Linked DNA regions of Sus scrofa: region 2 is linked to region 1. A link is a contact called in public HiChIP or PLAC-seq data. All regions are on one chromosome and are shown on one strand. The core of a region is the stretch at or near the end of the contact, and the rest is flanking DNA. Distances in the headings are between cores, read along the strand shown.

Region 1 (6,089 bases), core at 1,627-4,126:
TGTAGCCTCCGGCCTACACCAGAGCAACAGCAACGCAGGATCCGAGCCGCATCTGCGACCTACACCACAGCTCACAGCAATGCCGGATCGTTAACCCACTGAGCAAGGGCAGGGATCGAACCCGCAACCTCATGGTTCCTAGTCTGATTCGTTAACCACTGTGCCACGATGGGAACTCCATGTAGATTCTTATGTAGTTGTAAGAAATAATACAGATGAGCCCCCTGAACCTTTTATCCAGTTTCTTTCAATGGTAACATCTTGCAAAATTCTGGTGCAGTAATACAGCCAAGATATTGAGATTGATGCAATCAAGATACAGGTTATTTCCATTCCCACAAGAATCCTTTATGTTGCCCTTTTATAGTAATACCCACTTCCCTCTTGTCCTCATTCCCACTTTAATCCTCACCATCACTGATCTGCTATTTTTGTGATCTGTTATTTTAAGAATGTTACATTTAAAAAGTTATATAAATGGTATCAGATAGTATGTGACCTTTTGGGATTGGCATTTTTTCCCCCTCACTTGGCATGATTCTTATCCAGGATTCATCCAGGTTGTTGCATATATCATTCTTTTCCACTGCTCAGTAGTATTCCATGGCATAGCTGTTTTTTTTTAGCCAGTGCTTTCCAGGAAGGCTACACCATTTTAAACTGCCAACAATATAAGAGTGTTCCAGTTTCTATGCATCCTTACCAGCATTTAGTTGTGGAATATAAAGATATTGTTTATCTATCTATCTATCTAATCTATCTATCTATCTATCTATCTATCTATCTATCTATCTATCTATCTATCTATCATCATCTACCTATCTATATCTGTATGTAAAAGGTACAGTGCCAGATACTAGAGAGAGAGATATTTTAAGAACTAAAACTGTCTCTTGCATATATCAAATGCATGTATCTTTAGATACCAACTAAATGATCTGTGTTGATTTTTGTTGGCAGTTTCAGTAGGGGAAACGAGGGCAGAAGTCTGGGAATAGCCGATGGAAGCATGGAGAGGAAGCAAGGAAGTAGAGAAGAAACGAACACCATTCTTTGGCATGAAAGTGAAAAAGAATGAACAATAGGGAGTCCTCTTTCGCTGCAGTGGGTTAAGAATCTGGTGTTGTCATTGTAGTGGCTTGGGTCACTGCTATGGCTTGGTTTCAATCCCTGGCCTGGGAACTTCCACATACTGTGGGCATTGTCAAACAAACAAACAAACAAAACAAACAAACAACAACAACAAAACCCCAATAGCATTACTGAAGAAAGTTTTTTTTTTTTTTTTTTTAAACTGGGGGGAAATGTTTTTAGGCTGAGGTTCAATCAGTGGAGAGAAAGAGGTTGAAAATATAGGAAAAACTTTTACAAACCATTACAAAATCAAATGGTTTTTTTTTTTTTTCATCTTTGCAGGGCTCTGTGGAAAGAGGTAGGGAGTTTGAGAAGGGTCTCAAGGGTTGGGACAGTTGCTGAGGTGCTGAAGATTTTGCTGAACAAAGGAAACAAATAGGATTGTTGAGCCCGATAAAAGAACACAGTGTCAATTTGTAACAGTGTCAATTTGCACAGTGGGTCAAGGGTAGATATGAAAAGTTAAATTGGGAGTTGAACAGCAGAGAAGGATGTGTATGTGGTCAGGACTGGATAAGCTAGGAGGACTGAAAAGTGACTGGGTTGGAAAACAAGTATAGAATTATTGAGGGAGAGAAAAAATGGAAGAAAAGGGTCCTAAATTGAAAAGAGGATACTGGAGTTAAGGTTTCAGAGGTCAAGGAGTTTTAGATCCCTGAGGTCCAAGAGAGTGGGATAAGGAAATAGTGTGAGGATGAAAGGCACTATGTTTCATAATAACTTGAAGTGCTAAGGAGTTTGTATTTTACCTGGAAATTGATAGGATATCATCAAGTAAGGAACATGACAATATTGACTGTTAAGAAACATTACTCTGATGGAAATGTAGAGAACAGGCAAAACTGGAGAAGCCAGAGAACTAGGCACTTTTGCACCCAGCTGAAGGGTGTGGTCCCATTTACAGCTTCTGCAGAGAGGAGGGATTTCAGGCATCTAAGTTTTCCGCCACGTATTTTCTACTCTACATTGAACCCAGTTAACTGAACCAGTCCTTCCCGATTATCTGCTCCTGGAACGATCACACCCCTTTTAATTGCATTTTGCCCACAGTCATCTTTACAAATGTAATCTGAACTCTCTTTTTCTGGGTTAACCTCAGGAACAACTAGCTCTTTCATATTTTTATGCTATTGAAATTGTGGGGCCAGATATGTCCACAGTGGAAACAGTATAACCTTTCTTGCCTTTAACTGTTTTTCTGAAAAGATTTGAAAAAATTTCGGAAACTCTCAGGCATATCAGTTCCTCTGATCTCTGTATTTCCACAGTTACTTTGTTTAAGTATATTTTTTGTTTACCTTTGTGTCTTCTATCACACCCTAAGTTCCTTCATAGTAACCTGCATTGAATTCATTTTGTTATAATGTGGTACCTAAATATCTCAGTACGCGGGCTCAAAAATACATGTTTAAAAATGTTCAGTCAATGAGTGTGTGAATGAAAGAACTAATGATGGCTCCCACAGACCGAGGGAAGTCCGTCCTCCCGTGGGCTAGATGATCTCAAGGTCCCAAAAAGTCTGCTCTGGAAGAGGCTCCGTTGTAATGATGCCCAAACGGTTCTCGGACTAACAAAAAGTGCCGCTCCATCCATACATGCTTAATTTGGAAGCAGCTGTAAGAGACACCTAGCCAGCTCGTTTCCCTCTCTGGGAAGAGGCGGGAGGCTGTTTTCCGTATGGCAGCAAGGCGGCCTCCTGCCGGAGCTGGTGAGACGTTTTCCTCTGGGGAAGAAGCCGAGACCACTTTCCGTACAGGAGCATGGTGGCCGCCAGTAGGAGCAGCCATATAGCATCACGCCCGGGGGAAGAGGCCGCCGTAAAAGAGGCGCCGCTTCCTCTTCTTACTTCTCCCGCCTCCCACCGGCTGTCGTAAAAGGGTGAATGGAGAGCGAGTTGTGGGGGGTAGAAAGGGAGGACAGGGGGCGCGGAGTCAGAGTGGCGCAGCAAGTGGCTGCAGGTGGCGACGGTGGCGGAGGTTGGGGAGTGAGGTAGTGCAGGGGTCGCGGAGGAGGAGGCTGAGAGGGTCAAAAGAAAAACTAAAGCTGCTGTCTGGCCTACTGGTCCGGGGGCCGCGGAGCCCCCGCCCGGGAGATGGACCTCAACCGGATCATCCAGGCGCTGAAGGGCACCATCGACCCGAAGCTGCGGATTGCAGCTGAGAATGAACTCAACCAGGTGAGGAGCGGGCCTGCGGCGCCCCCCTGCCGCCGAGCTGGCTCTCGGGGCTCTCTCTTCTCCGCACCCCGGATCTCCACCAGCACCCGGGCCCCGACCCCGACGCGTCTCTCGGCCTGTCCCACCCCCGCCCCAGCCCCCGCTCCGGGGTCCGGTGGCGCCGCTCTCCTGGGATCTTTTCTCAGCGGCTCACGCACCTGTTGGCCACCTTTGCATCTTTCCTGTCGTTTTCCTTCCCTAGTGCAGTTTGTTGAGCCCGTTTGGTTCGCAAAAAGAAGCTTTAGCAAGCTTTGCTAGTGTTTTCAGGGTGTGATTTCTTTTCCTTAAGTTCGCTGACTTGGTGGGAAAATACACCTAAAATTCAAATCTGAGTTCGGTTTTTCTGCAGATCCAGCCCTTTTTAGGTGTTGCTCTGGCAAACCCTGCCCATTGCCTGCTTCTGCGGGGTTGGCAGGACCGTGTAGACACTGATTGGCAGTTTTGTTGGAGCGCTGGGAAATGCTGCCGGAAGAGTTTTTTCATGGTGGTACTGCTTTACAAAAGATACGCCGAGTAATATTTGTAGGAATTTTTTATAAATGGTAAAATGTGTAAGACTTTCTTTTATCTTCCATCCTCTATCTTTATGAACTAGCCTTAGTTCGAGTGATAGCACCGACATTTCCATACTAGCTTATATTTTCCTCCTCACCTGTAGGAATAAATCACAGCCTTCTCACTAAAAAGTACGAATTAAGGTCTGTTAATGGATAGAGTGACAGCTGTTTGAGGTTGCAGTAATCCTTAAAATGTAAAGAAATATACCTAAATTAGTGGTTCTCAAAGTGTTGCCCAGGATAAGTAGCATCAGTGTCATTTGGGAACTTGTTGGAAGTGCAAATTATGGGGCTTCACTCTAGACTTTAAAGAAACTCTGGGAGTGGGGTCTAATGATTGGTGTTTTAATTAGCTAACTAGGTGATTCTGTGTTTCCTAAAGTGTAACAACGACTTTCCCAAGTAAATGTTCTGTGGGAGTTAAGTTTTCCCTGGTTAAACTGTGAACCTTTGAAAGGGGTTATTTTAATGGGAAATCCAGTGGAATAAGTGTGAATCTAGGATTTCCATGTGTTAAAAGAGTGAGTGACAACACTGACTCTGGAGAGAAGGTTGAGTTGAACTGAAGCCCCAAAGGGAATGTTTTGGTACTTCAAAAAGAAAAGGGCTCTCACTTACAATAGGGGAAAGTTAAAAGACAGTACCTGTCCGAGGCTTTGCAGAGAAAAAGTACTATATACTGCTTGGCTGGAAGAGTAGTAATCCAGGCTTTGGTTAGGAGGGACAAAGCAAGAGCTGAATTTGCAGTCTGCTAGTATGAACAGGGCAGTTGGCCTGTTTGTGACCCTCTTCTCTTCATGGTGAGGCCAGATGTTATTTTTACAGTGTCTATAGGGGATCATATCTTTGATATCATGTTGTATTTCCCTGCCTCTGTTAGCCTACTGTTGCTTTGTTTCTTAGTCATCAGTGTATAAGTGCAGTTGACTTTACAGATGAGGAAAATGTAGGTGAGAAAAACTTCAGAACTGCAAAGACATTTAGGACCCTTTCTTTCATAGCAAATCCATTCCAACCTTACTCTACCCTGCCCTGCACAATATCCTCTCAAGTCATCACAGACTGCAGTTTCCTCTGCAGCTTCTAAAAGTAGCTTATTGCTATGTCACTCATTTAGCATTATATTTTGTATAATGCTTTGGATTAACATGCTTTTAAGCTTTTTTTGAATTTTCTGTTAAATAGATGACCAAAGTATAATGTCACATAATCTTTTAATAAAATATGATTTTAAGGTCGGGCTTTGTATGCTTATACTTTACCACAACTGTAGCATCCTTCTTTGTGGGATAAACAGGTGGGTAGTCTACCATAAAAGATTAGAGTCCAGCTCATTTATTTTAGTCTAGGTCCCTCATCAGCAAATATGCTCTGTGTAGGAAATGGGGGCAGTTTCTACAGTGTCCTGATTGATTTGTCAGTTGGCATTTAGAAGAATAGGCAGTTTCAAAATATAACAGCCTGTGTTCCAAAAGATAAATTCTTATTTAGAACTATATTTTTTCTGTAGCTGACATTGTTTTGTTACCAGTGAGTGGTTCCTTGACTGTTATATCAGATATTGTTTCTCTGGGGAAGTGTGTAGTTTTATTGGAGGGTATTAAGAATGTATCCTGTACACACTTGTCATTGTCTTTAAACCCAGAAGTCCCTTTGGCAACAGCATAGGAAAGTAGGGATGGATAGATACCTCTTTCAAGGTGTTTTTGTTTTTTCTTTTTTTCTTTTTTTGGCTGTGCCCTGCAGCATGTAGAAATTCCTGGGCCAAGGATCAAACTGGTGCCATGGCAGCAATCTCAGTCAATGCACTGACCACACAGGATCCTTAAGCCACTGTGCCAACAAGGACATCTGGAAAGGTTTCTTAATAAATCATTCTCCATCCATATAGGCTCTATAGGGAAATCAAGATATTACTTTCTTTTTTTTTTCTTTTTTGTCTTTTTTTTCACTATTTATTTGGGTCGCTCCCATGGCATATGGAGGTTCCCAAGCTAGGGGTTGAATTGGAGCTGTAGCCACCAGCCTACGCCAGAGCCACAGCAACGCGGGATCCGAGCCACATCTGCAACCTACCCCACAGCTCACGGCAACACCTGATCGTTAACCCACTGAGCAAGGGCAGGGACCAAACCTGCAACCTCATGGTTTCTAGTCGGATTCGTTAACCACTGTGCCACGAT
Region 2 (5,513 bases), core at 2,710-5,209, 1.2 Mb after region 1:
AAATAAATAAATAAAACCTTGGGTTAAGTTCCAATCTGGCTTTAGGCTGGGTTCGAGTCCCAATCTGTGTTCTGGCTGGGTTCACGGCATTAGTGCTCTCAGTTTCCAATGTGTTTTAGAGCATCATCCTCACAAGATGGCTGTTATTCAAAGCATTTTCCTCAATCTGTCTTGGGATCAGATATTTAATAAGGTACCCCCAACCTACCTACCCTCAATTAGAGGAAAATGAACTTCTGGCCAAGTTTATTCCCTCAAAGCCTGGTTCATCAGAAACAATATGGAAAGTAGGGGGAAAGCTTAGGTATGACTGGCTCCTTTCTTTCTAAGACCAGACAGAGAGGAGAGGGACCTCATGATTATTGGCTCAATTATCCTTTACTTAGAAAACAAATTTAATACATAAGAATACTTGTCCAAGTTCCTGCTGTGAGGCAATGGGATTGGCGGTATCTCTGGAGTGCTAGGATATAGGTTCTACCCCTGGCCTGGAATAGTGGGTTAAGGATTTGCCGTAGGTAGCAACTGAGGCTTGGATCTCATCCCTGGAACTCCCTTGAGGTGGCCAAAAAAGAAATCAAACAAACAAAAAAAAACACAACAAAAAACATAACAGTATCTGTCAAATTAGGTCTTGATGAACAGTAATAGATATAGATTCATAATTTTTAGTCAAAGCATCTGAACTTTGGCAATATGTTATTTATGTATTTAGCCACTTAGGTATTTTCTACATGATATGACTATCATCTGTAGGGAAATATTTTATATATGGGATGGAAATTATTTGACATTTTTAGCTCAACACCAATGTTAAACCATTTCAAAAATAGAAAAATATCTTGTGCTGAGCTCGGTTGAAAGTTGATTTTATTTTTCTCTCATATCATCTTTGTTTTTTTCCCTTGTGTAATTATGATGGTCTGTCACACACATAAAAGTCACACAGCCTGATGTATAGCATGAAACTGGAAGCTCTCTCTTTTTTTTTTTTTTTCTTTTTTATAGCTGTACCTGTGGCATATGGAAGTTCCTGGACCAGGGGTCCAGTTGGAGCTGCTGTTGAGTTCACACCACAGCCACATTAACACTGGATCGGAGCTGCATCTGTGACCTACGTGGAATCCCGTGGAGTCCAGAGATTGAACCCACATCCTCAAGGAGACTACATTGGGTCTTAACCTCTGAGCAACAATGGAAACTCCTGGAAGTAGTCTTAACGAAAGAAATTGATTAGTCATTGGGATTAGTATCTAGTGACTAATAGATACCTAATAACCTAATTTGAGGTTAATGGTGCTATTTACTTTCCTAGGCACAGTGAGAATAGATTTGGGGTAAATCATTAAATCTACTTGGGATATACTGGGGCATTCACATAGCAAGAAGTATTAATTTATTTGTCTTAATTTTGTTGTTCACTTGCTAAAATTTTTCTCAAACTATAGAAAAAAAAAGGCATGAAAATGTCTTTTGACCATTTGTACAAAATCTAGGTTCTTCATCACTAGTCGTTAATCTCCAATCTAAATTCTCTGCTGCACGCAATGCTACCAGACTAAGTTTATTTTACCTAACTCACAGCAAGCCAAAACGCTGAGATGCAGAGATTTGCAGCAAAGACAGTTTATTCACAAGGCAGTTAAACAAGGAGACCAAAGGACAAATCTCAAATCCGCCTCCTTGAAGGCAAAGGGCCCTGGCTATTTATGGGATGAAGAAGCAGAGAGGGGAGTTCCTGCTGTGGTGCAATGGGATTGGTGGCGGCTTGGAAGTGCTGGCATGCAGGTTCAATCCCAGCCAGAACAGTGGCTTAGTTTGCAACTGTGGCTCAGATCTGATCCCCGACCTGGGAACTCCAGTTCCCATATGCCTCGGGGCAGCCAAAAAAGAGGGGGTGGGGGAAGCAGAGAGGTCGGAGGGGTGCAGTGGGGATTGGGGATAGTAGAAAAAGATGATTGGAAAAAGGTGAGCTAATGGTCATTCTATGCAGGGTTACTAAACTATAGGCCTCTGTACCTTCAAAAGGTCACCAAGCAGACAGTCCACATGCCCAGCTGAAGGGTTAGTGGTTCCCATCCTGCCTGAACCAGTTTAGCCGGAATTAGACAGAGCTCACTCTGAGTTTCTGGAAAATAACTCAGGCAAACATCTTATTTTCTAGGCCATGTACTTCTTGAAGGACATGCAAGTCTTCACCTTGATTAGTGAAGGCAAGCAAAATGGATTTGACACAGTCTCAGTAATACATAATTCATGGATATATTTTGGAAGCAAATTGTTTTCCAGATATTATACCACCAATAACATAGAATTAAATACTTGTCCCTCTTTAAAGTTAAGCAGTGTTTCAATCTTCAGGAGGAAATTAGTCTTCATTTAGTATCTTGGAAGATGGTGAGAAGTTTTTTATATAAGCAGGATCAAATTAGTCAGTTATAGTGGGAAATTCAACTCTTATGGAGGTAGTTGTTACCCTGAATGTAGACTACTCTGGAGACCAGGGATCAGGTGCACAACAAACAGCCATGCAAGAGCCCATACAATCTCAGACCCACAAGGAAGGAAGGGCTGATGGTGCCTTTTGCTAAGGTAAAGAAACACTCTAGCTATACATTAACTGAGTTCTCATAACAATCTTTGAGATATTATCGTGCCACTTTATAGAGGAAAAGAGATGAAATAATGTGCCCAGTTCACATGCTAACAAGTGATTGAACTGGAATTTTAACCCAGGAAAGCCTAGCTATAGTGTCCATGATCTTAACTGTTACAGACTATGCTTTCTCTTAAATACGTGAAAAAGAAACTTTACATCAACTTAGAGTTGGTTTAAAATTTTTGGGTTAACCTTGCCATGAAAGTCTGGAATTGAAATTGCATCAATGGAAGCTCTTTATCTGCCCCCCTCCTTTTTTTCTAGGAGAGTTTAAATTTAGTGAAATTTCATATTTCAATAAATGTTACTTCACTAAACAAAATGATGACTTGCTTCTCTGAAGGGTAGTTTAGTCTTGTGGTCAAGATTTCTCTGCTTCTTCCAGCTATCTGACTTTGGGTAAATTACCTAACTGCCACTTGACTCAATTTCCTTATTTATTAAACTGGAAAATAATGTTATTATCTTACACAGTTGTGAGGATTAAATTAAATAAGTAAAGCATTTTAAATAGTGCCTACCTGGGGGAAAAACAGTGCTTTCCCTTTAAGAATTAGTTTTATAATTATAATAATTATATAATTATAATTTAAGAATTATGCCTTTGTATTCTCGGTCAATAAATTATACAATTAAAATCTCTGTAACACATAAGCTTACTCTTTGAGCTCTTTCTTTCCAAAGTTCCATTACCTTTCTTATAATATGAAGTGTTAGGGAAAAGTGAATGAAATATTAATTTTTTTTCTCAACAAATATGTGCATGCATAGTAGGGTATTGGTAATATAACCATCAAGGAAGACTGATGTGCTTTCTTAACAGAATTTACTATCTGGTAGACAAGAAAAACCTTTAGCAAATAATTAAGTGTTCCTCGTGTCTGGAAAGCAAAGTTTAAATGCTCTTAATAGAAAAAAATAAAGAGGCTAAGAAAGAGAAGGCACACAACGTGGTGCAGAGTTTGGAGGATTGATGTGGATAAGGTGGCAAACGGTAACTCTTGCAACTAGTAATTCTGACTAGTAACGAAGTATTGTTTGAGGAGTTGAGATTGGATTCGCTCTGTTGCCTTTGTCAGTCGGTAGATAAATCCCTTCCTGGAGAAATTAATTCCTTAACCACGATATAGTTACAAATGAAATAAGTTTAAACTTCAGTACCGTTTCGCCACGCCCCTTTCATTCGGACCACGCCTGTGAATTTGCAAAGCCGCTCGTCATCAAAGGTAATACCGCGAGAACTCTACGTCGTCTCCCTTCTGACGTTTTCAACGGTAGTAGTCGCTTTTGTTCGCGCGATATTTCCGGGTGAACGGGAGCCCGGGCCGCCCGGGCTTCTGTGAAACATGGCGGTCGGCTGGGACCGTAACACAAGGTAAAATACCGAAACGCCGCCGGGTGCTGTTCCCTTGGTTATTACAGGGCTGTTCAGGGCGTGAACGTCGTTAAAGGGGCTCAGAGCCCGTCAAAGGGCTGGCTCTCTGGCATAATTCCTCTCCTCTGGAGAGCGGGCTGGACTAGGAGCTGCTCTTCCTACCTCCGCCGGGGGCGTTTATTGGCAGGACCCTGGGCAGCGCTGCGCCTGGACCCCTTTCCCTAGTCCAGTGTTTGAGCTTTCTTACAACTTGGAGTTTAGGTGCTCCCTGCTAGCTGCTGACCCTGGTCCGTTGCTTCTCTCAGTGCCCGGTGCCCCAGTGGCTCCTTCCGTACACAGGCGTGGAGGGTCCCGTGTTGTGGCTACCAGCTGGATCATGTCCCGATCCTCCCGGGTGTCTGGCTCCCCACCCCCATTCAGACAAATATCGAATTCTTCGCAGCAAGTTGCTTCCTCTTTCTAGGAAAGACCGAGCTCTTGGCCTCTCCTCGAGAGGTTTGCACGCCGCTTGGGAAAACGAGAAAGGGGCAGGGCACGTCAAGATGCTACAGGGGAGACAGGTTCGAGTGTCACCACTTTTCTGAAACCCTCGAGGGTTAAGAAACCCTCATAAGATGATATGTCAACTCGTGGTATAGAGTAGCCTTGGACATTGGTAGTATATAGAATTGATAGGTCATTGAGAAAACACGTTCTAGGGATTTTACATTTAGGATTTAGTGCCCTTGAGACTTAACTCAAAGTTACATAATATCTGTTAAAATGTTTCAAGACTGGCTTTCAGAAGCAGTTATAAAGATACAGTTAAAAATGGAATTTATTCATTTGTTCGAAGTTGTACCTATTTCCTTGAACTATAGTATATAGTCACAATAAAGAAATGAATGAGACTTATTCACTGAAGAATTCAGGACTTACGCCTTCTTACTTAATTTATTCATTGATGTTTCCAGACTGACTCAATTATTTCAGTTCTCTTAGAGGAACAATATGAAAAATAATCGTGGTTTTCTTGGGGGAGGGGAGGAATTGCTTTCTTTTTGACGATAAGCTTCAGTCACAACTAAATGTTGTAATTGTTGGAAGGTACACGTCAAAAAAGTATATCAAACTTGAAAGTCCCAAAGGAAATCAGTACTAGTCTGCAACAACAGCAATAAAAAAGAATTAGAAAAACAGATAAATTTCTTTCAGGGTCAGTGACTTAATTGGAAGAAATATTGAAACTTATTTTTAATAGAAGTTACTTTTTAGGCAGTCTGTGCCTGCTGCAAATCCTACCCAACAGTTTTTCAATTTTTATTCTGATTCTGCCTCTTAATGTCATGATAGGTAAATTAACCTCTTTGTGCCTTAATTTCCTTATCCGCAAAATGGGAATAATAATACCTAACTTGTAAGGTGGGTGGTGATAATCAAATGAGCTAAAACATAAAAAGCACCTAGAACAAGGCCTGACATTACAGTTAGCATTCATTT

The links. HiChIP or PLAC-seq counts read pairs in DNA pulled down with a chosen protein or histone mark.
Region 2: an H3K27ac HiChIP or PLAC-seq map of alveolar macrophages shows a contact between it and region 1. The contact joins the promoter of ERGIC2 here to the promoter of IPO8 in region 1. A contact is called at or near these places in 2 of 5 promoter capture datasets (fetal skeletal muscle and liver), 1 of 47 Hi-C or Micro-C datasets (heart right ventricle) and 1 of 2 datasets of contacts at active chromatin or transcription factors (alveolar macrophages).

What each region holds. Positions count from the first base shown.
Region 1 is chr5:43,096,873-43,102,961 of Sscrofa11.1, forward strand. It overlaps IPO8 (importin-8), which reads left to right and starts at 2,877. Exons shown (of 25, transcript XM_003126400.5): 1 at 2,877-3,310. The coding sequence starts at 3,227.
Region 2 is chr5:44,330,271-44,335,783 of Sscrofa11.1, forward strand. It overlaps ERGIC2 (ERGIC and golgi 2), which reads left to right and starts at 3,960. Exons shown (of 14, transcript NM_001243932.1): 1 at 3,960-4,034.